6 separate regions of the Mus musculus genome follow, and regions 1, 3, 4, 5 and 6 are each linked to region 2. A link is a contact called in public ChIA-PET, Hi-C and HiChIP or PLAC-seq data. All regions are on one chromosome and are shown on one strand. The core of a region is the stretch at or near the end of the contact, and the rest is flanking DNA. Distances in the headings are between cores, read along the strand shown. Region 1 overlaps Gm39928 (a long non-coding RNA gene). Region 2 holds the start of Bcl2l11 (BCL2-like 11 (apoptosis facilitator)). Region 3 overlaps Gm36154 (a long non-coding RNA gene). Region 4 has its middle 4.2 kb from the start of Gm36154. Region 5 holds the start of Spdye4c (speedy/RINGO cell cycle regulator family, member E4C). Region 6 has its middle 3.8 kb from the start of Gm39928.

Evidence for each region. A called contact is a pair of places that touch in the nucleus more often than the background predicts. ChIA-PET counts read pairs in DNA pulled down with a chosen protein or histone mark. HiChIP or PLAC-seq counts read pairs in DNA pulled down with a chosen protein or histone mark.
Region 1: a contact with region 2 is called in an RNA polymerase II ChIA-PET map of memory CD8 T cells, with 108 read pairs. The contact joins the enhancer-like site here to the promoter of Bcl2l11 in region 2. A contact is called at or near these places in 4 of 39 promoter capture datasets (the SN4741 cell line, cranial neural crest, hippocampal neurons and 1 more), 5 of 484 Hi-C or Micro-C datasets (CD8 T cells, bone marrow-derived macrophages, cerebellum and 2 more), 13 of 115 datasets of contacts at active chromatin or transcription factors (the 230-238 cell line, CD8 T cells, acute myeloid leukemia and 10 more) and 5 of 9 other capture datasets (adipose tissue, embryonic stem cells, liver and 2 more).
Region 3: a Hi-C map of bone marrow-derived macrophages shows a contact between it and region 2, with 22 read pairs. The contact joins the enhancer-like site here to the promoter of Bcl2l11 in region 2. A contact is called at or near these places in 5 of 39 promoter capture datasets (the SN4741 cell line, cranial neural crest, macrophages and 2 more), 1 of 15 datasets of contacts at CTCF or cohesin (the NIH/3T3 cell line), 1 of 484 Hi-C or Micro-C datasets (bone marrow-derived macrophages), 13 of 115 datasets of contacts at active chromatin or transcription factors (CD8 T cells, bone marrow-derived macrophages, craniofacial prominence and 8 more) and 3 of 9 other capture datasets (adipose tissue, liver and macrophages).
Region 4: a Hi-C map of muscle stem cells shows a contact between it and region 2, with 4 times the contacts expected there. The contact joins the enhancer-like site here to the promoter of Bcl2l11 in region 2. A contact is called at or near these places in 1 of 39 promoter capture datasets (the SN4741 cell line), 1 of 15 datasets of contacts at CTCF or cohesin (the NIH/3T3 cell line), 6 of 484 Hi-C or Micro-C datasets (CD4 T cells, bone marrow-derived macrophages, muscle stem cells and 3 more), 15 of 115 datasets of contacts at active chromatin or transcription factors (CD8 T cells, bone marrow-derived macrophages, craniofacial prominence and 8 more) and 2 of 9 other capture datasets (adipose tissue and macrophages).
Region 5: a contact with region 2 is called in an H3K4me3 HiChIP or PLAC-seq map of embryonic limb bud, with 7 times the contacts expected there. The contact joins the promoter of Spdye4c here to the promoter of Bcl2l11 in region 2. A contact is called at or near these places in 10 of 39 promoter capture datasets (the 3T3-L1 cell line, the C10 cell line, the SN4741 cell line and 6 more), 1 of 15 datasets of contacts at CTCF or cohesin (the NIH/3T3 cell line), 7 of 484 Hi-C or Micro-C datasets (the BV-2 cell line, the F1.1 cell line, the G1E-ER4 cell line and 4 more), 19 of 115 datasets of contacts at active chromatin or transcription factors (the 230-238 cell line, CD8 T cells, the SCID.adh cell line and 13 more) and 2 of 9 other capture datasets (adipose tissue and embryonic stem cells).
Region 6: a contact with region 2 is called in an H3K4me3 HiChIP or PLAC-seq map of bone marrow-derived macrophages, with 7 times the contacts expected there. The contact joins the enhancer-like site here to the promoter of Bcl2l11 in region 2. A contact is called at or near these places in 9 of 39 promoter capture datasets (the SN4741 cell line, cranial neural crest, embryonic stem cells and 5 more), 2 of 15 datasets of contacts at CTCF or cohesin (the NIH/3T3 cell line and large pre-B cells), 32 of 484 Hi-C or Micro-C datasets (B cells, CD4 T cells, the HPC-7 cell line and 22 more), 20 of 115 datasets of contacts at active chromatin or transcription factors (CD8 T cells, the SCID.adh cell line, acute myeloid leukemia and 14 more) and 2 of 9 other capture datasets (adipose tissue and embryonic stem cells).

The regions. Positions count from the first base shown.
Region 1 is chr2:128,501,406-128,504,909 of GRCm38.p6, reverse strand. It overlaps Gm39928 (a long non-coding RNA gene), which reads left to right. Exons shown (of 3, transcript XR_866723.3): 2 at 2,318-2,429. Among named protein-coding and RNA genes, the nearest start is that of Gm39927, 19 kb to the left of the region's middle. Within about 2 kb of position 1,994, at least 11 of the 459 cell types and tissues checked have an H3K27ac peak or open chromatin away from gene starts, as enhancers often do. A contact at or near this core is called in the 230-238 cell line, CD8 T cells and memory CD8 T cells, where this site is marked.
Region 2 is chr2:128,124,740-128,128,137 of GRCm38.p6, reverse strand. It overlaps Bcl2l11 (BCL2-like 11 (apoptosis facilitator)), which reads right to left and starts at 2,100. Exons shown (of 4, transcript NM_207680.2): 1 at 1,886-2,100. It also overlaps a transcript of Acoxl not described here.
Region 3 is chr2:128,444,352-128,448,133 of GRCm38.p6, reverse strand. All of the region lies in intron 1 of Gm36154 (a long non-coding RNA gene), which reads left to right. The region is part of intron 3 of Gm29010 (a long non-coding RNA gene); the gene reads right to left. Among named protein-coding and RNA genes, the nearest start is that of Gm29010, 13 kb to the right of the region's middle. Within about 2 kb of position 2,518, at least 53 of the 459 cell types and tissues checked have an H3K27ac peak or open chromatin away from gene starts, as enhancers often do. A contact at or near this core is called in bone marrow-derived macrophages, where this site is marked.
Region 4 is chr2:128,468,817-128,472,633 of GRCm38.p6, reverse strand. No RefSeq gene overlaps it. Among named protein-coding and RNA genes, the nearest start is that of Gm36154, 4.2 kb to the right of the region's middle. Within about 2 kb of position 2,078, at least 85 of the 459 cell types and tissues checked have an H3K27ac peak or open chromatin away from gene starts, as enhancers often do. A contact at or near this core is called in CD8 T cells, the NIH/3T3 cell line, the SN4741 cell line and 3 more, where this site is marked.
Region 5 is chr2:128,590,084-128,593,753 of GRCm38.p6, reverse strand. It overlaps Spdye4c (speedy/RINGO cell cycle regulator family, member E4C), which reads right to left and starts at 1,413. Exons shown (of 9, transcript NM_001310641.1): 1 at 1,323-1,413; 2 at 1,051-1,158; 3 at 753-869. The coding sequence starts at 1,413. Gm36203 (a long non-coding RNA gene) reads left to right here and starts at 1,841. Exons shown (of 9, transcript XR_866725.3): 1 at 1,841-2,653; 2 at 2,940-3,275.
Region 6 is chr2:128,551,794-128,555,193 of GRCm38.p6, reverse strand. No RefSeq gene overlaps it. Among named protein-coding and RNA genes, the nearest start is that of Gm39928, 3.8 kb to the right of the region's middle. Within about 2 kb of position 1,908, at least 26 of the 459 cell types and tissues checked have an H3K27ac peak or open chromatin away from gene starts, as enhancers often do. A contact at or near this core is called in the SN4741 cell line, bone marrow-derived macrophages, conventional type 1 dendritic cells and 3 more, where this site is marked.

The DNA of each region.
Region 1 (3,504 bases), core at 745-3,244, 380 kb before region 2:
ACTTGTGCCAAGGCTGAGGCCTGGCTGTCCCTGCTAGATGGTGCCACTGCTGCTGATTCATGTTTTCTGTCCTAACTTTACTGAACTGGACTGCTGGTGTATCCGTGAAGTGTTTGTGAGTGGATCTAGCTGCCACAGGTCCACTTCCTCAGTATCCACAGGTCCACTTTATTTTTCACTACCTCTGGTGGGTGGTAGGCTACAAGGGAGGTTAAAGCATTTATGAACTATCATTAAAATAGGTTATGAATAAATTAGAGTTACTGGGGAGATATTGTTTACCTCTGCCTCTCAGAGGGAAGGAATTTTAGCAACATTCCCATCCCCAGAGTGATTAAAGTCTTGACTCTCTGGGTTACCACCCAATGTTGGACCTGTTGGGAGTGGTTGGACCTTAGAGGTCCTGGGCCAGTGGGTAGTTTTCCTGACTCTATAGTAGTTTCTAGACAGAGTTGTTATAAAAGCCTGAGTTTGGCTCTACCTGGATCTTTGTGGCTATCTGTGTCAAGAAGTAATTCAGCCAAGTGGTAGCTTTGGCCAGCCTGTGCTATGAAGCTTGGAGTTTCATATTTAAGGCTATAAGCTATATATTCCTCATCTGTAGTCTATGTCATGTGTTTGGCTATAGTGACTCACAGTCAAGTGTGGTGGCTCATTCCTATAATCCCAGCACTTGAGAAGATGAGGCAGGAGAACTGCTATAAGATTGAAGCCAGCCTGGACTACATAGTAAATTTCAAGCCATCGGTGGGCAACAAAGTGATACCTTGTCAAATACTAAACAAACAAACAAACAGGTAGATAAATATATGATGATAGATAGATTCTTTTATTGAAATCAATACCTATTGAAATGTAACTATACATTTTACTCCTTTCTTACCCCGTCTCACACTGTGCTGCATTTGGCTGAAAGATGATGTTTTTTAACTAATTCTTACCTCTTTCAGTGATGAAGGCTGATCAGTAAAGCGTATTGTTAATCAGGCATGGCTGCACTAATGCCCCCTAAGAATTAACCTATGGTCCTGTGACTGATCAAGGACAAGTATATATTTTCTTTGCTTGTGCATCTGTGGGTCAGTTGAAATCTGGCTGCTTCTGGTTAGGCTTGGCTCCAACTGTTAGTCAGATTTGGGTCTGTTCCATGGGTCTAGTTCTGTGAGCAGCAGGACCTTGGAGCAAATGCTTTTTATAGCAAATCATGGGAGCTTGAGAGGTTGAGCCAAACTGCAACCCCTGCCCCCACAAACTATTGATGACTTAGTGATGGATGAAGGAAGTCATATGGCCAATCCAGGAGGCACCAAAACTCAGAACCTTGGCCGTATTTATATGTGTTCATCCCTCCCCTCTAAGTACCCAGCAGTAACAGCACCCAGTGAATGTTTGACCTATCAGCTGACAGATCTCTGCTTCTTCCTTCAGAGAGAGGATACTTTACTGACTGTTGGGGGGGGGTGAATGGGTAGTGAGAAGCCTGCTGGGTCCTCTGAAGAACACACTGGTGTGCTGGCCACAGGGGGCAGCCACAAAAAGGGTGCTTAGCATTGGCAAAGAGCAGAAGGAAGAGCTGGGAGCTGCTCTCAGCTTTGGCTTTTGGCCCAGCCCAGCACAGGAGGGCAGGGGAGAAAGGAGAGAAGGTAAAGATCTCCTGAAACTCTGCCTGAACCAGGCCAAGAAGGGACATGATGACTTTAAGAGTCTGTGTCTCTTTTTATCCCTCTTCCCTGTCTCCCGGGCCTGGCTCTCACTTCTCTTTTCAAATGTATCCCAAGAGGGCTAGCCAGAGCAATGGGACCTGCTGACCTCTCATCCTCCATCTCTAGAGAGTAATCGAGTAAGCTTTGTAGAGGATAAAAACCCTTACCTGTACTGGATAACCAGAAGGGGGCGCTCACAGGGACCAGAGCTGCAGTGGGTGGATGGGTGGGTGGGTGGGGAACTCCATGAGGTAATGCAGAGCCACATCCACTGACAGATGATGACCACAAGCTTCACCAGTCATCAGACCAGAAAGCAGGAAACAGCAACAAGTAACCTCTAGTGCACTGGTAACACACCCACAAACACAGGTATTTAAAGAAAACAGTCCTCGGGGGAAAAGCATCAGACTCATACAGGAAAATCAGTGACTCAGGGAAAGTGTTCACAAGAAAGCATAGAACCAGATGTGATTAATTGGATACAAGTGATCGATACATGTTCTTACAGCAATTTTCAAGTTAAAAGTACCCCCTAAAACTATAGATTAATATGAAGCACAAGTAAAACTGTCCAGGAAGGTAAATGTGGATGCTCTTGAATGTCATTCCAGCTCTTGGGAAAGGATGAGACAAAAAGATTGCCTTGACTTCAAGGTCAGCTCCGTCTACATAGCAAGTTTATCCAGACTGCACTGAAAAGATGGAGACTATCTCACAAAATAAGTAAGTAAAATAACATTTCCAAGGGGAGGGGAGACAAGGGGAGAAGGGAAGAAAAGGGAAGGGAAGGTCTTGCACGTGCCCTACTCGACCAGCGAGCCCAGAACTGGTGCTGCTTATATAGGCCTAGGAGAGGCGTGTCTCACACCCGGATTGGTTATGCACTAAGCCTCATTTGCATGTTCCTCATCTGATTGGCTACTCTCTCTCTCTCTGTACCTCACAGAGCCTCATTATCATACCTCATTTGCATGTCTCACATCTGATTGGTTATACTCCCAAAGCCTCATTATCATGCCTGGGTCAGGCAGTGTCTTTGCAAAAAACTTTACTGCATATGTACACATTGGTTGTTTGTCCAAACTTATGCGTGGTGGCCAGCAGTAGTCAGTGCCACTCTGCAACGGCACATGTGGCTTCCCACAGGAAGAGAAGGCAAAAATATCCCAGTGTGGACGTAGTGGTGCACACCTTTAACCCCAGCACTCAGGAGGCAGAGGCAAGCCTAGATCTGAGAGTCTGAGTCCCAGCCTGGCCTACATAGCATGTTCCAGAACAGTCAGATCTATATAGTGAGACCCTGTCTCAAAAAAAAAAAAAATCCCAGTGCTTACATGGAGGATATCTCTCTATGAATTATTGGCCAGGGAGCTCCCAGAGGCTGACAGAACAATATAGCCTATTGCCATTGTTTTGGGTTATCCACCGGAGAACTAGACAGTAAGACCTGATTGCTAAAGGTATCACATACTTTATGTGCAGGACTCTTAAGAGTCAAATTGGAGCTTAGTTGATTAGAGGTGCTGGCTGCCAGAGGAGAAAAGATAGTAACAGTCTTAAACATCCGTAGACACTATGTGCTATAATACTGACCAGTCAGGCAAGATGTACCCACTGGTACAATAGTGGCATGGCTTGTTCAGGGGGTAACCAACCACTCCTGGTTCTGTCTGAGGTCTGCTCCATGGTAGGGTGGTGCTGTAAATCTAGTCAAAAGCCTATCCCTGGCCAGGTCCAAAGTCATAGGTGAGCATTTACTGTTGATGCATTGCTAAGTGGGCATGTAATAGAATAGCTC
Region 2 (3,398 bases), core at 851-3,350:
AAATGCTGAGGGCAGCAAGTCTGGAGAAGGTTTGGCAGCGGCCGTCAGTCGTAGTAAGTGCGTCACAATAGAGTTTGTAACTCCGAGCGCAGCTCCGCCCGGGTCGAGCGCCCTCGGCCGCAAGGTCCCTCCTGCTGCCTGCCCTGCGCGCCACCCCAAACACTAAACCACTTCTCTCGGGTGCAACCTTGCCGGAATGTGCACACTTCCAAAGAGGGCCTTAAGAGACATCCCTTTGAAAGTTCCACACCTAGCTGCGCGTTCTTGGCAATACCCGGCGCAAGGCTGACTCTTTCCCTCCCCGGGCCACCATGCCGAGACTCACGTCCGCCCCTTCCCTTCCGAGCGCGGCGTGTTGCGCCGATCGAACGACCCCTGCACGTCGCCACCGAGGAGGCAAGGGAAACAAAGCCGGGTCCTGGGCTCCAGGGCCCCGCGCCTGCCCGTCCGCCCTCCGCCACGCTCCGCCGGGGAGCCGAAGGTTTCGCGCGCCGCGCCTCTGGCCCGCGCTGCACCGGCCGCCGCCGGGATCATCCTCCGCCTCCTCCCGCTCCGCCCCTAGCGCGCAGCTCCCGCCGCCGCGCGGGCACCGCCAGCCCTGCGCCCCTGGCGCCGGCTGCCAGTGCTCCCCCATTGGCCCGCGCGCAGTCGCTCCCCATCGTAACCAATGGGCAGAGGCGGTGGGGGCGGCGCCTACGGGTCAGGCAGCCGAAGGCAAGGCGATTGTTGACAAACTCGCCGCCCAGCGCCGCTCAGACTGTGCCGGCCACCGCAGCTCCGGCTGGAACTTAGGGGGCCGGGCAGCTTCGCTTTGCGCCCCGCCCCACCCCTGGGCCAGGCCGGGACGGCGCGCGCTTTGCGGGAATTCCCGCCGCCAGGGCAGCGGGACATTAGAGACAAAGCGAGACACGCACCCCTCGGAGATCCGCGAGGCCACGATCGCACTCCAGGCCATTCCGAGCCAAGTCCCTAATGCCTCCGCAGTCCCCTGAAGAACTTCTCAGCAACTTCACCTGCTGTGTCCCCATGTGCTACCGAGTGCTACCGACACGAACCAAATATGAACGACCATCTCGGGTCTCGGGCATGCACATCCAGACCTCTGCCCCCACTGTTCAGTTAGCCTTCCTCAAGCAGTGCCTGCCCCGTGGGCAATAGGCTTGCGAGCTCAGGGGTCCGCCAGCCTATGCGACTGGGTCCCGGTGCAATCGGGCTAGGAGTAGTCGGCTAGCTGGGGCTTGGAATACGCGTAGCCTAAGTGGTCCTAGGGGGGTTACGGGGTTTCTTGTCTCCTGTAGATACGGTGTTCCTCAATATCCACAGGACGGTCGCAAAAGGAACCGGGCCGCCAGGGACATCCGGAAAGGAAATTGACCACTATGGCCAAACTGACTTGAATGGGTACAAGCAAAGTCTGGGCGCGTGTGATTTTAATACTCAAACCTCCGCAATGAACCCGCGTCAGCGAAGAGTTAAGTCTACCCGCCCGCCGCTACCGCGCGGCTACTTCTCCCGGGCCGTCTGGGTCGCCGCGACGCTTCCCGGCTGGACGCACTACCGGCACCACGAAGCGGGACCTCGGCTCCAAGCCGAGACCACGCGCCCTCCTTGCCCGCGAGAGATGCCTCAGCGGCCCCTCGTGCGGCATTGCGTCCCAACCCAGTCTTCGGCTAAGTGCCCGCAGCTTCAGTGCCGACAACCCTTCCCCAAAAGTGCCTTGGCACGCAGCGACCTCGACCCGACTCCCAGCGTTCGCCTCCTGCAGCCACGCGGGACAAACCAGTGCCTCCACCCGCACGTGCGACACCAGAGACAGATGAAGCCGCTGCGGCGCCTGTCTTCTATCCATCCCCAGCCTGCGCCCCGGGAGTCGCGGAGTGTTTACCTTGCGTTTCTCAGTCCGAGAATCAGAGTCAGACATTGGGTGGACGAGGGCCAGGGGAAGGGCGCCGAGGCGGTGGCGGCGGGAGCAGCGGAGGTGGTGTGAATCCAAGTGGAACACAGCTCGCAGAGCGGCTGCAGGAATCCGGTGACGGCGACGATGGCAAGGACCGCAGAGCTCCAACCAGCTGGTGACCCAGTGCCTGCGGGGAGCGAAGTGAAAGCAGCCTGCTCTTGAGACTCTGCGGTAGTTGAGCCCCCGCCCCCGCGCCCAATCACCGCGGGCTCCGCCCCCGTTTAGTCCGGCCCCCGGCAAGCCGGAAGGTAAGCCCCACCCCCCACGGCCCCCAGGCCGCTGGCGCGTGCAGGCTGCGACAGGTAGTGGGGAGGGTGGCCCCGCCGGCTGTCCTGCAGTTTGCGTGCGCCGCCCACCCCGGCGTGTTTACCCTAGTGTCTTGGCCTGCGGGCAGCTGCATGCTCGCCCATCCTCCACTCAGAATGTACCCGCCCCTCCCCGTCCGCCCGTGGCGGCCACCTCGCAGAGCGGAACTTAGGGGGCGCTCAGGGTACACTGCTCTGTGTCCAGCCCGGCCGCGGGCGCCAGTTGGAAGCCTCAGAAGGCGTCCCTCCGCCCTTGCTTTGCACAGCTTCTCAGCCCCAAACCATGAGGATTAGATTGGTGCAAGGATGGGCACTGGCCTTTGACTGTCCTTTCCTAGAATTCCTGACCTCCGGGGGACTCAGATCAGCAAGATGCTCACCCCTCTTCGTCTGCGCCTCAAGCGAGATTCTTCGTCGCCGCCGCCTTCTGCCTTCTGTCCTCCTTTAGGCTCTCCTTAGTGTTGTGTTTGTGTGTGTGTGCTGTTGTTGTTGTTGTGGTTTATATGTTTGTTTCCCTAGTGCCCAGTTACTTAAGAGGCAGAGGTGGTGGTGAGAAGGACAGTTGAGAGACAAGAGAAGCGGGAAGCTTCAGGGAGCGATGGGCGGGCACGACAAGCATATAAAATAGGGGAATGAGAAAGTTAGCTGGAAAAGAATAACTACAAGGAAAAGGAGGGGGGCTACCAAGGAAAGACGGTTGTGCCATGAGCGGTGTTGGGAGCCTCGAAATGTTTGGGGCTCACAGTGTACGCCAGGAACTGTCTATCCATCGGTCCGCCGATGCTGGCGACCATGGAGCAGCGGAGTTCAGGCCGAGCTGGGAAAACCATAAGGGGGTCGAAAAAAAAATCCCTTGATCTTCCTGAGGCCTTTGTGATTCCAACAGAAGTCTGGAAGTCAATGGCGCCATGTGCATCCCCACCCCCAGCCCCTTCTCTCATAGCGGCGGCCCAAAAAAGCTGCTCTGGAAATGGAACGTCCCACTCCCCACACGAGATTAAGGAAACTCTATTAATGGGCTACCCAACCTGCATCCAGGCTGGCAGTAAGTAGGACGTAGCCTTTTCTTGCAGAACAAGTGTTGCGACCTGCCGTCCCAATCAATGTTGGGCCATCTTGGTCATTTTGGTGTTTGT
Region 3 (3,782 bases), core at 1,269-3,768, 320 kb before region 2:
ACCATCAATATTGGATCCTCATTGGGACTCCTCCTGGTTATCCTGTTGTTGTCTTGTGTCATGGAGATCTGTATCAGCAGGACTGGCCCTTTCATGTGTTCCAACCATTTGCAGAGTCCTGGATCTGGGCCTGGGTGGTCGGGCACTGAACTGGTCAGTCTGCCATCTCTTTTATCCACACCACTAGGGCAAGGTCTTCAGCACTGCCCAAACTAGGCAGCCTAACACAGCCATCGGCAGGAGGCAGGGTCAGCATTTCTCATCTCATGCCTTCCTACTGGCTCACTTGCACCTATGCCTCCAGGGCCAGCTCTACTCTCAAGGCACAGGGCCCTCTTCTCCAAGTGCTGCAAGAGGCTGGACCAGCTCTCCTGCTCTCACACCCTTGGGGCTGGCTTGCCTGTGCCTTTTCCATCCGGGTCAGATCCAATGTGTTGCCCAGTCAATATATATAGTCAATGGCTACAGCCATTATAGGGGCAAGGGTAGCTCTCCCACTCTCATGTCCTCGGTGCTAACTCAGGTGGTGAGGGGTGACTTGGGGTGGGCATCACCCTTGAACCCACACCACCTCAGGGCAGACAAATGAAGGGCCAGCTCTTCTGTGCTCTCACCCTCTGGCTTATCTCCATCCCCTCCACCATGGCCAGCTCTACCATGTTGCCCAAGGGAGATGCAGGGCCCGCTCTCCCAAGTCCTGCAGCTGGTGAGGGACAGGGCCAGCTCACCCAGTCTCATGACCCCAGGGCCAGGTCTCTGAACTGCGGCAAGTGACGAGGGATTCATTTTGTTTTGTTTTTACATTAGTTTGGCATGGTATCTACAATTGGTAGGTTCATGCCTGGTTGGATGCTTCATCATTCTCTCTACCAAGCTCTTCTCTGGAGAGAATCACAGTCTATGTGTATCTCAGTAGCTTGAAGATTAGGGGAAGCTCCCTGGGTCTGGTCATATGTGTGACTGAGCCCATAGGTCTCTGAAGAATTCTCTGTGGACAAGATGGCCCTGTCCACCCTGCCCATGGGCCAAACAGGGTACCTTGGCAGAATATTTAAAGCTGAGATCCAACCTGTACTCAATTCCAGTATTTACCTGCATTTGCAACCATGACGTTGTGTAAGAGGAGCACTGGCCTTGTCTGCTTGCAGGCCTCAGGTGACTCTAGACTGACAAGGGTCGGCTCTATCTCCTGGATCAGGAGAACAAGAGAGCCGAGAATAAGACAAAAGACACTCAACCCGCCTCTCTTAGTGCTGTGAGTGCAGATGACCCCTGGAGTTGAAGGCAGGCTACTAATCAATTCCCAGCATTCACTAAGACACTCTATTTGGCCCAAGGGCAGACTGGACAGGACCATCTGGGTAGACCTGGCTGCCTGTTCATGATGTTGTTGGCAACTGTTTGGAATTCGTTTTGTAGGTAAGTGGAACAATGTAGTTATCACAGGAGCTGGGGGTCTATCTTTATAAAAGAACTCTGCAGCAGAACCTCTTTGTACAATGAGGAGCCATCTTTCCTAAACAGACAGCTACCCTGATAGAACTGTATATGTATCATTTCTATATGAACAAACACATCACCTGGAGAGACACCCACATCCACACAAGTACACCTTAGCTTAGCAGTGGATTCATGCATGTAGAACAATCCATCAAGGTTGCTCTAGGCTGCCCTTGCAGAAATACTGGTTCCTCTAATCTTAACCTCTCTTGAGGCCTCTGCTTTCCGCAAGGGAGCAAAAGAAGAGATGGATAACCTGGCCTGCTTCTCTGCAGCCTTCCCCACAACACTTCTCATCCCCAACAAGTGGACCCAAGGCCACAGCACGCTATAGGGGGCCTGGGCTGCACAGTTTTTTTTTTAAGATTTATTTACTTATTATATGTAAGGACACTGTAGCTGTCTTCAGACACTCCAGAAGAAGGAGTCAGATCTCATTACAGATGGTTGTGAGCCACCATGTGGTTGCTTGGATTTGAACTCGGGACCTTCGGAAGAGCAGTCGGGTGCTCTTACCCACTGAACCATCTCACTGGGCTGCACAGTTTTGACTGTGATTCCATATCATGAAGATGGCATGCTACATTTTGGGCAACAGGTCCTCCCGCCCCCTCCCGACATCATGTGTTCTTCTGCATGGATTTGAAAGCAAATCTCCGCTGAGATGTCCAAACTTGTGTGTGGAAGTTCAAATGACTGATTGTATCTTCGGCTTAGAGAATGGATGGGGGTGGGGGCTGGGGGAATTTATTCACATTTTGCCAGGTGTAGGAAGGAGAAATGACAGTCCTCAGGGGCTTCCTGTGCTGGGTACAGTGGGGTTGATTTTACTCTTAGAAAACCAAGCCAGAAAGACATTAAGTGCACAGAGGCAGCTTTGTGGCCTGTTATCCAGAGAGACAGGATCAGGCCAAGGATGGCGTGGCCTCCACTAGCCACCTGCTCATCTCTCTGACCAGTTCCGGAATCTGAGGGTTCTAAAGCTTTTACAGATCTGGGCTGAGGCCGGAACCGCCTCTGAGCATTTTGTAATTTCCCTCAATTTCACAACTTCCCTGGTAAGTGTTCCTTCTCCAAACTCAGATATACCAAGTTCTTAGAAAATGAAGAATAGATGACTGAGCCCCTCCCGCCACCTTTGTCCTGAGTTCAACTGCCATGTTCAAAGGCTGGAAGGGTCTGGTGTGGAAGGAAGAACTCAGCCCTGAGTTCCCACAAACTGAGGATCTTTTCTTAGATCCTCCCCTACGTAGTTTCTGAACTTGAACAAGTATTACAGGCCCACCTATACATGGGGCAGAATGTATTGCCAAGATGCTGTGTGGGCTCCAGATCTGGGCCTAGGGTTTTTCTCACTGGTGGCCAGTGATGGCTGCCGAGGAGCTCACTTGAGGTGTTTAGGAACCATCATTAAAAATAAGGCTAGAAAAAAAAAATTTTTTTAATTAAATTAAATTAAAGTTACAACCAGCTCTAAATGTTTTGAGTCTGAAGGCTTGACCCAAGGTCTTGCCATCTCATTTCAAAGCCTTCTCTGGGGCCCTTGAGTTGCTCACTGCTTAAGCATTGTGTCTGACTCTCCTCCGCTGCTGAACTCATCCGGTGACTGACAGCTCTACAAGCCTCATACTAAAACCTCACCTCCTCCTTTAACTGCCAAACCTCTTTTACTGCAGACTTTAGAGTAGAAGCCACTCTGTTCTCTGTGTTGTTTTGTCACATCGGTGCCAAATCTTTGAAAGCTTTAAAGGCCTGGACAGAATTCTGGGATCTGCCTCTGGGTTCACACACACAAATTCTGCCAAGGCCAAGGATCTTGGCAGGAAGGAATCCCTCTCGTCTCTGGGCTTGTTCATGATCGATTATGTATGCCACGGCCTTGCTTGTCACATTTTACATGCCTCTGAGGCCTCAGTGGGTCCTCCATGAACTAACCCTCTTATCCCCACCGCAACACACAATAACTCACAGTTAGAGGGTCCAGATGGGAGGAGCGGGGCGAGCTGGGGACCATGAAGAACACTATTGACAGGACAGAGACTGGTGCCCCACACCAGCTGGTCCCACTTGGAATACTTTTTTCTACTCTGCTGTAGCTACTCACATAAAACGAATGGATTTGCTCTTACCCCCAAGTTCTCTAGGTGGGTTTTAGCTGCAGAGATGGAAATTTACACTCTCCGAGGGAGAGAAACTGTGAGATTGTAAAATGTCATTGCAGTGTTGGGTCCCGAGGTCAACCGTGTTCATTCACTGCAGTCGTGGGAACATTCTCACTTCTT
Region 4 (3,817 bases), core at 829-3,328, 340 kb before region 2:
TGGTCAAAGAGGCAGTGTCAAGAGAAACTGAAAAAGAAAAACTGCTTTTAAATAAAAATGAGAAGGCACAGATATCAGAAGGGGGGAGGGGTGGGACTCATGGAACTCTGAGAGGGAAATTTACGGCAGTAAATACGTGCGTTAGAAGAGAGAGGAGACTTCGAATAAATAATCTCTGTTCCGAGACTCCGCGGAAAAAGAATGCAAAGATTCTCAGTGAGCTGAAAGAAGGGAAAAGGTAGAAAAATGGGGAAATAGGGGCTAATCCAGGACACAGAAGCTAGGTTCCTGAAAAGGTCACTAAACTCGTGAGGGGGTGGGAGCAGAGTTAGGGAAAGGAGGGGCAGAGAGTGGATTAATCCTAACTAAGGGTGTATGAAAAACTGTTAGGAGACACCACTAGTTTGTAAACTAGTTAAAAATACATTTCTTTAAAAAGGAGTTTGAGCAGAGGTACCAAACATAAGTGAGCAATTCTGTTCCAAAAAGACACAGGTTCTTACATGGAAATCTGGACCCTAGGCACAAGTTACCACCTCCCCATGGATGATTGATCAGGGAGGCTCGAATACAGGCTTCCAAAGAATATAGGCAGTTGTCTTGGCTCTTGGTTCCCCACTATAACTAAATAACAAGACCCTTTCACTGATTATAGGACACAAACAAATTGATATTAAATTGACCAGGAACTGTTTCCTCCTGGTCAGTGTTGTAGTTCTGGAAAGTGTTGTGTAGGCTGTTGGGGAGTAGGGCAATCAATGTTCTTATTTACTGGACCCTGATTGTTATAATATTGACCTATCAGGCGATACATGTTTACCGGTACAATAGCGGCAAGACTGTTTATGAAGGTAACAGATGTTCTCTTCATTGGCTTTGAGGCCTGCTTCACAAAAGTTATACCTGGTAGCTTAAACACTGTCAAAACCCAAGGCTAGAGATGTCACTAGCCCAAGGGGAGAATCTATTAGTATTGTTCTTCTAGATGGTGGTTAATGTAGAGACTCCCAGCTATTCCAAATGCTGAGACCAGGCTACTGTGAGTACTTAGCCACAAATGGGACTTGTACAGCAACCCTCCCTCTCTAAGGGTCAGGGAACAGTGCGGACAAATGTGTGGAAAGATTTCTTAAGTCTGCTTTCGCGGATTACAGTGCTAACTAGCCTCACATTAATGTTTTTGGTTATTAACTATGCAGTTTTTGTCCTCATTCAGCACCATGGACTTTCTGAAATTCAAATGTAACTCAGCAGCCTGTGTTTTGCTTGGCAACCCACCTGCATCTCAGGGCTATGCATTGGCTTGTCCCAGCTCTACTGACATCTCTGCTGCTTGTGAAAGTCTGAGACTTGCAGATTCTCAGAAGGGACAGCTTCCCTCCTACCATGTCAGGGTCTCCCAGGAGCCCGTGAGCAGGTGAGCCACTGGCCTGTCCACCCTGCTTCTTTCCAGCCCCTGTAAGTCTGCAGTCAGTCTTCTTCTCACTGTTATTGCCCGAGATCTCAGAGCTTATGGGCTGGGCTTGCCAGGAGAAAGAAAAAATATCCACCCAAAAGACAAGAAGTTTGGGGGACCCTGGGCCACATGCTCAAGTACTCAGAGCTCCTGATCCACAAAGGTGTGTGTGTGTGTGTGTGTGTGTGTGTGTGTGTGTGTGTTAAAGAAGGTTCAAATTCATGAGGATGGGAAGTGAGAGTGCAAGGCTGGCCACCTTTCTTCATCTCTCTCTTTCCACACCTTCCTGCCCAAACTGGTATTTTTGTCTTTTATGAATTACAAGTAAGGCCTTTGTTGAAGTCTGGGGATCTAAGGTCGGCTTTGGAGGGTTGTGGGGAGTCTTTTTAGTTCCTGCGGCTTTGTCTTTCTGAGCCTTTTCAGTAGGTTCTATTCCTCCTCCCCTCCCCTCCCCACCCCTGCCACGCCCTTGGCTGTGCCCCTTTCAGCACATTCCCACACTCTGATTCTTCTGTGGCCTGCTGTTGGAACGTCTCTGAAATTCCCATGGGCTTCTGCTCAGCCAGCGCCCTTCCCTTGGAGTACACATGGGATCACAGCACACATGTTTTCCCAGACTCTCTCAGGCCGACTTCCTGTTGGGAGCCCTGGAACTCTGAGCCACTCAGTACCATGTGACTTCAGTACTGGGTGTGGCATCTCCTGGGTGAAAGCCACATCCTCTCCCTCTTCAGCAGACATGCAGGTACAGAGGGCCTGAAACTGTCACTAGCATCTCACCAATCTGGTCTACGGCTTCCAGACTGTTTGTAAAGTCAGTTTAAGCCACAGCCATTGTCAAAAGTTACATGTAATCCTCTAGGGATACAGACATACCAGTTTCTCATTATTAACAGAACACCTATCAGTAGTAACTGAAGGAAAGAGGCTTTGTTTTGGCTTACAGTTTGAGGGCACAGTTCGCGAGAGAAAATTGTGGCAGGGACAGCAACTGTGGCGTGTACCACTCTGAGGTCTCCCAAGCCCTTCCATATGCAGGTCCCATGGAGTCCTGATGCCTCTATGACACAGCAGTAGCAAGGGATTTTGTATGATGGAGGAGGATACCCTGCCCCCCGCCCCCCCCCCCCCATTACAGTTGGTTTTAGTGTCAACTCTCCATAAATTAGAATCCCCGGAACTGTCTGAACTGAAGATGTGCCCTGATTGTGTGAGTGGCTTGGGGAAGACCCTCTCCCACTTACTGCCCTTATTCACTTGGCCTCCCCTCTTGCTTCAGCGATGATTTACCCTGAGGCTGCTGATTCCTTTCCTCACAGTAGAACCAGTGCTCCTAGACTTCCACTGATGACTGTGGTCCAGGAATCTGCCAGGTTTTCAGGGCCAGGTTGGCACTGCTGAGACACACAACCTTGTGGATGGAGCAATTCCTGGGTGCTGGCTTCTCCAGTGGGAGACAGCTACTGTGGGACTAATGGACAATCAGCCTCAAAACCGAATGACTGCTGTCCTAGCCCCTCAGGGATGATTCTGCTGTTATTGCTATCTTCACACAAGCTGACTTAGTACCTCCCTTAATACAATATATGTATATATATATATACATATGTATATTATTATAAACACATATGTGTTGTAAATATATATTAAACATGTATTATAAATGCACACATATATCTTTCGCCTGGCTTCATAATTCTGTGCTTCAATTTCCTCACCTGAAAAATGAGAAAAATATTGAGACTTATCTTCTCCAAAGTATGAGGGATGAGCTTTCTCTGAAGCTGTCTACTGAGCAGGTTTCAGTGAGCTAAAACACACTAAGATCTTAGCATAAAGCCCAACACACACGTACACATGTATATGCTTAACCTAAATATACCCCAATTTCTTCAACTCTGTCACATCCCCTAAGAGTTCCATAAACCACCCACAAGGCGGCATCACCCACTAGGAAGCAGGCATTTAAGTACAGGAGTCAGAGGAGGACATTTCACGGCATTCACAGTAGGCCCCAGTTTACAATGTTTCTTTTCACTCATTCATTGTTGCTGAAAGATCTTTTCAGAGGTGTAAACATGATCATATGGAAGTCAGGAGTCTGCCAGGTTTGGAGGGAGGTGGAGGACGGGAGGGAAAAGGCAGTCAGGGGCCAGTGTACATTTGTACATCACACTCTCCTCCCACTCAGATGATGCTGACACCATGGTGATGACCATTGAGATGATGTCATGGGGTTAAAACTCACTCCAGTGACCTGCATGAAAGGGAACACTTGCCTGGGGCTTTGTCTTTCCTGCCCCATCTCCAGGTTTGGATTGCCATGATAGAATCCATCACTCAGGCTCAGACCTAGCCAAA
Region 5 (3,670 bases), core at 164-2,663, 470 kb before region 2:
CTAGAAACATCTGGCAGAAATTGCTTTCACTTATCTACACATTAGAGTAGACATTGAGTTACAATGAAATATTTTATCAAGCTCCAGCTGTTCTCTGGTACCTCTTTCTGTGGATCATTCTGCCTGTAAGACACCCCAGGGAGATAAATGAATTTGCTGATCTTTTATCTACAATTGCTACAAAAGTGAAGAATAAAGTTGATGTCCTAGATCATCAGGACACCCCTTGCTCTGGCCTTGTAAAACTTGATTTAGAAGAGTTTGGGAAGAGGGAGGAACTAGGCACAGTGGTATGCTATTTCAAGTTGCATTTATACTTGGACAAGAATGTCAAGGGGCCTATGCCGGGGCCTAGCAAACACAGAAGTGGATGCTCACAGTCAGCTATTGGATGGATCACAGGGCTCCCAATGGAGGAGCTAGAGAAAGTACCCAAGGAGCTAAAGGGATCTGCAACCCTATAGATGGAACAACATTATGAACTAACCAGTACCCCCGAGCTCTTGACTCTAGCTGCATATGTATCAAAAGATGGCCTAGTCGGCCATCACTGGAAAGAGAGGCCCATTGGACACACAAACTGTATATGCCCCAGTACAGGGGAACGCCAGGGCCAAAAAACTGGGAATGGGTGGGTAGGGAAGTGGGGGGGAGGGTATGGGGGACTTTTGAGATAGCATTGGAAATGTAATTGAGGAAAATATGTAATAAAAATATTAAAAAAAAAAGAATGTCAAGGGGCAGACACCTACCCATCTTGATATTGTCCAGTTTTCTTTTTCTTTGGCCCTTTTTCCTCTTGGATCTCTGCTCAGGGACATCCCCTGCAGAGCCATCACTGGAAGCCAGAATACTGGTGACCTGTGGAGCTGCAGGAACAGAAGACCCCACGTGACCATGAGAGGCACCCACTTGGCCAATGCTGGGCTCTCCCCTTCTCAAGCCTAGTGAGGAATTTACATGTAACACCTGAAGACAGCAAGAGGAATGCTTCCCCCACCAGGTATATGCTTATCTACAAAGGTGGCTTCGAGCTGAGTTCCTACGCACCTTTTTTTGCCAAGCAAACACTGTCCGCTGGCACCTGTTTCCCTGAATCATTCTGCTTGCAGGACTCCTTTGAGGAGACAGGTGACATCTCGGATCTTCTGTCTGAAGCTACAAAAAGTGAACAAGAAGTGACCTCCTGGCTCAGCAGGACAGCCCTTGCCATGCCCTTGCAGAACTTGACTCAGAATGGTTGGGGAAGAGGGAGGGGCTGTACTGTCCCACCCTGCATTCTTCTGGGGACCAGGGGCGAAAGCGCCAAGGGTGACACACACCTATCGTTGCTTTCACAGGCACTTTTTTCTTTTGACCTTTCGTTGGCTTCTGAAGCCGTGGTGTGGTATCTGAGGCAACTGGTGTGGACATGATGGAATCCTGTTGTCTTTGGTTTCCCAACCAAGGAGACAGCCCCGCTTGATTCCAACTCCAGGCTATCTCTGTGTAGTCTTCTTTTACTAAAACAAAAGAAAAATAAAAAGTTGCAGTGGTTAAATAGTTAATGGTGGCTGAAAGTTTTTTTTTTTCTTCTTTTGAGGTAATGGGACTTGAATGTAGGACTTCACACATGCAGGGAAGCACTTCACCATGGAGCTCCATGCCATCATTCCTGATTATTTTTTGTAATTAAAAAAAATCTATTTATTTTATGGATGAGTGCTTTATCTGCATATACACCTGTGTGCCAGAAGAGGGCATCAGATTCCTTTATAGATGGTTGTGAATCACCATGTGGTTGCTGGGAATTGAACTCAGGACCTCTGAGTGCTCTTAACCACCGAGCCATCTCTCCAGCCGCTGTTTTTGATTCGTTATGAAACTAGAATTTAATCTGTGCATAAAGAATACCTCATGTAGTCCTTGTAATCTGTGAAGAACTGTAATCCACCTGCTTTACACATGAGAAGGTGGACTTGTGTAGAGTGTGTCCCCTGACTGTGGCTAGGCCACCGTGGGTTTGCCAATGGGAAGAATGGCTATTGCCAGTCATGTTTCCAGTTGGGTCAGTATGGATGATTTTACACACCTGTTTTCTTTGATATTACCTCTTTATATGTCTATGAGCCATTATAAATTCACAGGCAATTAAATCTTGTTAAAAATACAGCCCAAGTAGCCCACACTGTCCTCCTTGTGGCTCCTTCTCAAGGGCAGTCATTGGTGGACAAGATTCCTCTTGACTGTCCCCCTCCCTGTTTTCACTCTTTCCCCTTTATCTCACATTACCTTTTGTTTTGTTTCCCCTAATCTAAAACCTGATTCTGTTCCCACTGTATCACCAGTTGTCCATCCTGAGACTCCAGTGGATCCCTGACATACGCCAAGACTCTCTCTCTGAAGAAACACAGCGCAGCGCCTGATACTCAGCCTAGCACAGCATTGGGTGACGCCCGTGTGAGCACCTGCTCTGGTCTCTCAAGCTCTAGTCCTTCCAGGCACATTCAGAGTGTACCCAGAGCTCTGTCTCACAACTGTGAGGAGGGCGGTGATAGTAGCTAAATGGGCTCAAACATTCTGAAGGTCCTGTTGACATCACACCATTCCGTCAGAACCTGCTCTCTAGTCTGTTAAAGAAATGCACCCGAGGAACAGGCCATGGGCATCCAGGGTAAAAAAGATGCATGCCTGTCCCCTCTGGACAATCAAGTGATCTTCTCTTGTCTCCCTGATAAATTCTTTTTGGGCTTCACCTTGTACCTAAATCACACTGTCTAAGAATACAAATGAAACTGTGTTCCTGAAAGGGTAGATTCAGAGCACACAAGCATTGACCCCTTCATCCATAGTACAAAGCTGTGCACACAGTTTACTTTGCTGTTTGGGTTTGATTCCTATCAGAATACAATCAAATCATCTTTCAAATCTTCTATGTTGATACTAAGATTGGTATGCAGGTTCAGAACTTACACCTAGAGACTGATCATACATTACTTTCTCCAAATGATCTTCTTGTGAGAACAACCTACATAACCAGTTCAGTACCCCAGGGAGGAGGAGATTGGTAAGTCACCAGCTTTACTTGGGTTTTTCATATGGACAAGTTCATGCTCATGTGTCTGTATTCCTTCTGTGCGGCTGTATGTCTTGTGTGTGTGCTGTGATCTTTATTAAGATGTACACAATTCTATGTCAAGGCTCCATCGTGGTTCTCAAAGGATTCTGTTTCCCCAACATCCCTGACAACCATTAATTTCATCTGTCTATAAAAGTGAGGACATGACTGCTCCAAGGTATGATTGAACAGGATGTCTTAATTGTAGATTGGAGAGAGAGTACAGCCAGAGGCACCCGGAATAGTCCAGGGTTCTTTCTGTTTGTTTGTTTATTTATTTATTTTATTAATTAATTAATTTATTCATTCTATATCCCAATCGCTATCCCCCCCATTCCAGTCTCTCCCTCACAAGAGTCCCTCCCCCAGTCCCCCTCTCCTTCTGCTCTGAGAGGATGCCTCCCATCCCCCTACCCTGACACATTAAATCTCAATAGGGTTAGGTGCATGTGGGGAGCTTTGGGGGTCGTTTGGCAGAAATCTGACTTTGGCCAAGGACAAGGAAATGGGCTTCAGGCAGGAATCTGACATTAGGCCATGACAAGGAAGTAAAAACTCAGGCAGGAATCAAAT
Region 6 (3,400 bases), core at 659-3,158, 430 kb before region 2:
ATGGAGGCGAAGGCAACAAGATCTGAGCAGTTCCGGAACACAGATCTGGGGGTACAGTCAGCACCCTCTTCTTCACTGCTCTGACAACAATGGGGTAGCCTTGTCATTGGCCCCCCCCCCCCGCCCTGGTCCTGTCATCCTGGGTTCAGCCTCCCTTGGCTTCTCTTCTACCTGCTTGACACCCCTTCCTCTGGACAGCGGGGGTTAGAGTCAGCTGGGATTCTCTTAGAACAGCTGGGTAGTGGGAAAACACACCTGCGGCGTACACATGCCTTTGCACATCTATGCAGACTTTCATGTGGCCCCTGGAAAGACTTACTTTCGCTTGAATACTTAAAGAATTTAGAAAAGAAATCAGAAGTATGAATATAAAATATAGTTAGCAGCAGGCTAGTGTATGCTCTATGGAGGAGGGTGCCATTGAGAGCCTGACTCTGACATCCAAGATGGCCCTTGTACCAAAAACTGCTGAGAGCAAGCTCACAGCTGGCAACAGGTTCATGCTCTCTGTGCACTGTGACTGCAGCGTCTCATTTCCCTCTCCTGGAGAGCCAGAAGGGAGCCATAACTTAATGGCCTTTCTCTTTCCCCTAACACTCATGTACCAAACCAGAGATGGCTGCTCTGAGAACCCAGCAAGAGTGTCACACCCACCAATGAAAATGCATGGGCTACAGAACCTGAAAAGGGCCTGTGAACCTGGGCCAAGAAGAGCCTGTATCTTGGAGAAGGGCCTGTCTCCTGCCATCTACACTTCTTCCTTAGAGACTTGCAGCTATGACTCTTTAGCAGGAGTCACCAGGGTTGCCAACTCTCAGGGTGTAAGTGGGAACAACGCCAGCCTTGAAAGATGGCTGGGTCACCCATGGAAGGAGTTACAGAGACAAAGTTTGGAGCTGAGACAAAAGGATGGTCCATCTAGAGACTGCCATATCCAGGGATCCATCCCATAATTAGCCTCCAAGCGATGACACCATTGCATACACTAGCAAGCCTTTGTTGCAAGGACGGTGATATAGCTGTCCCTTGTGAGACTAGGCCGGGGCCTAGCAAACACAGAAGTGGATGCTCACAGTCAACTATTGGATGGATCACAGGGCCCCCAATGGAGGAGTTAGAGAAAGTACCCAAGGAGCTAAAGGGAACTGCAACCCTATAGGTGGAACAACATTATGAACTAACCAGTACCCCAGAGCTCTTGACTCTAGCTGCATATGTATCAAAAGATGACCTAGTCGGCCATCACTGGAAAGAGAGGCCCATTGGTCAGGCAATCGTTATATACCCCAGTACAGGGGAATGCCAGGGCCAAAAAATGGGAATGGGTGGGTAGGGGAGTGGGGGGGGGGGACTTTTGGGATAGCATTGGAAATGTAATTGAAGAAAATACGTAATAAAAAAAAAAAAAAGAAAAAAGAAAAAGAAAGATGGCTGGGGCCACAGGAGACAGCTGCTAGCAGGTCTTCGTGAGACTGCCTAGTCACGGGCTATACAGGTTAAAAACAGAGATGGGGGGCCAGGACACCCTGGTTTTTAACATATACTTGTTGCTTTGGCCCCATCTTCCAAACCTAAGTAGCATCTAGCCTTCTGTACTATGGGCAAGTTGAGGCCAGACAGTGGGAAATAGTGTGTCCTACCCTTGCCATCCCATGGCCTACCTTCCCCCAAGCAGCTGTCGCATGGCTGGAAAATTGTTGATTCTTGCCTTTCACCAAACCTGCATGAGGCTTGGTTGGCATGTTGGCAGAGAGAGCCTACAAATGCTCCTAGTATGCATGGCCCAGCCACATCTCCCGCATTTTAGAATGAATAAACCTCTTGTTGAGATGCCACCCTAGCTTGGATCACTCTGTGCTAAGCCCAGGGATCTGACCCTTGTGGAATTCCCCGGATGTTAGGGTGTGGCAGTCTCCTGAGACATTTCAGGACAATGGGGTTGTGAAAAGTTCCGAAAAAGCTGCCAACACTCAGATTCTAGCTCTGACCATGATTGAAGTTCTAAAGCTCTCTGAAGCTAGGGTTCCTCAGGAGGGATAACAATAGGAAGCAAGTTACCAGGTTGCTGGGTATGAGATGAATTCATTCTTACAGAATTAGCTCAGCACCAGACGGGCTCAGGAGTCATTCACATCCCTGGATAGGGCGTAGCCTTGACCTACTTCTCCTTCTCAGAGGGAAGCAGGCTTAGTGGGCCCCTTCTCCTTGTTGGTTACACAGAGATTTCCTTTAAATCCTTTAAGTGCAGTGTTTACTATGAGGGAACTGATTTGGATCAGTTGCTGGACTTCACAAACACATCGATGATAGATGTGTCTGTCTGTTGAGCAAGAACTTCTGGGGTGGGGCCTCCACTGGCTGGTTCTATATGGGGGTCAGATATTTCAGAGTCCTAAATGAAGCCAGCTTGTGCCCAGTGTAGTTACCTTTCTTACTGCTCTGGCAAAATACCTGACAAGGCAGTTTTGGGAGTGAAGCATTTATTGTGGTTCATGGTTTAATAAGGGACACAGTCCATCAACAGGAATCTGAGGAGACACACCACACTGTCTTGGCAGCCCTGTAGCAGAGAGTAGTCAGGAAGTGAGTGGGTCCCCCCACCAGTGAATCACTTCCTCCAGGAAGGCTCTACCTCCTAGGCTCTACAACCTTCCTCCGGAACAATGCTACCAGCTGGGGATCAAGTGTTCAAACACTTGAACCTGTGTGGGACATTTTGAGTTCAAGCCGTAATGGGCTCCTTCTGAGTTAAAGCTTGCCTGAGCTGGGCAATGCAGCCCTGCCAGTGGATGAGTGGTGGTTAGGACTCGCCTAAGGGTTCTTGTGACCTGGCCCAGCACCTCCTACCTGGGATGGGACCCTCCCCCGCCTCCTGCTTTGAACATTCTCCTTAAGTGCTGGGCTGGGGTGAGGATTTACTCACGTGCCCTGTCCTGTTCCCTCTCCCATGTGCTGACTCACCTGTGGTTTCAGTTCCCAGAACCTCTTGTGCTGTGTTTTGGTTGCGGGAGTCATGTGTGCACCTTGCCTCTTCCCACGGCTGAGGCTGAGCCCGAGCCTGGCCTTACTCCTGTTACCACATCCAGACCTTCCCAGAAAACATTGCAAGCATACACCATGCAATTTTCTAACTCGTGAGAAAAGAAGTAGAGAGTGACGTGCCATGCCGTCCATTTTTAGTTCAACAAAAATGACATACCCAAACCAACTTCTTGCTTAGCTTACCTTCTAGAAACGTTCAGAAACCTTGAGATCCACTGGTAGCATCCATCTCTAGCCTCTGCCCTGCAAGCCAGGCCCCTGACACAGGCTGTCCATCTCTCCCAACCACAGCGCTGGTCTCCCAGGGCAGAGGAGGCCTTCTCCCTTTTCCTTTGCTTTAGCTCTGGACACATTGTAG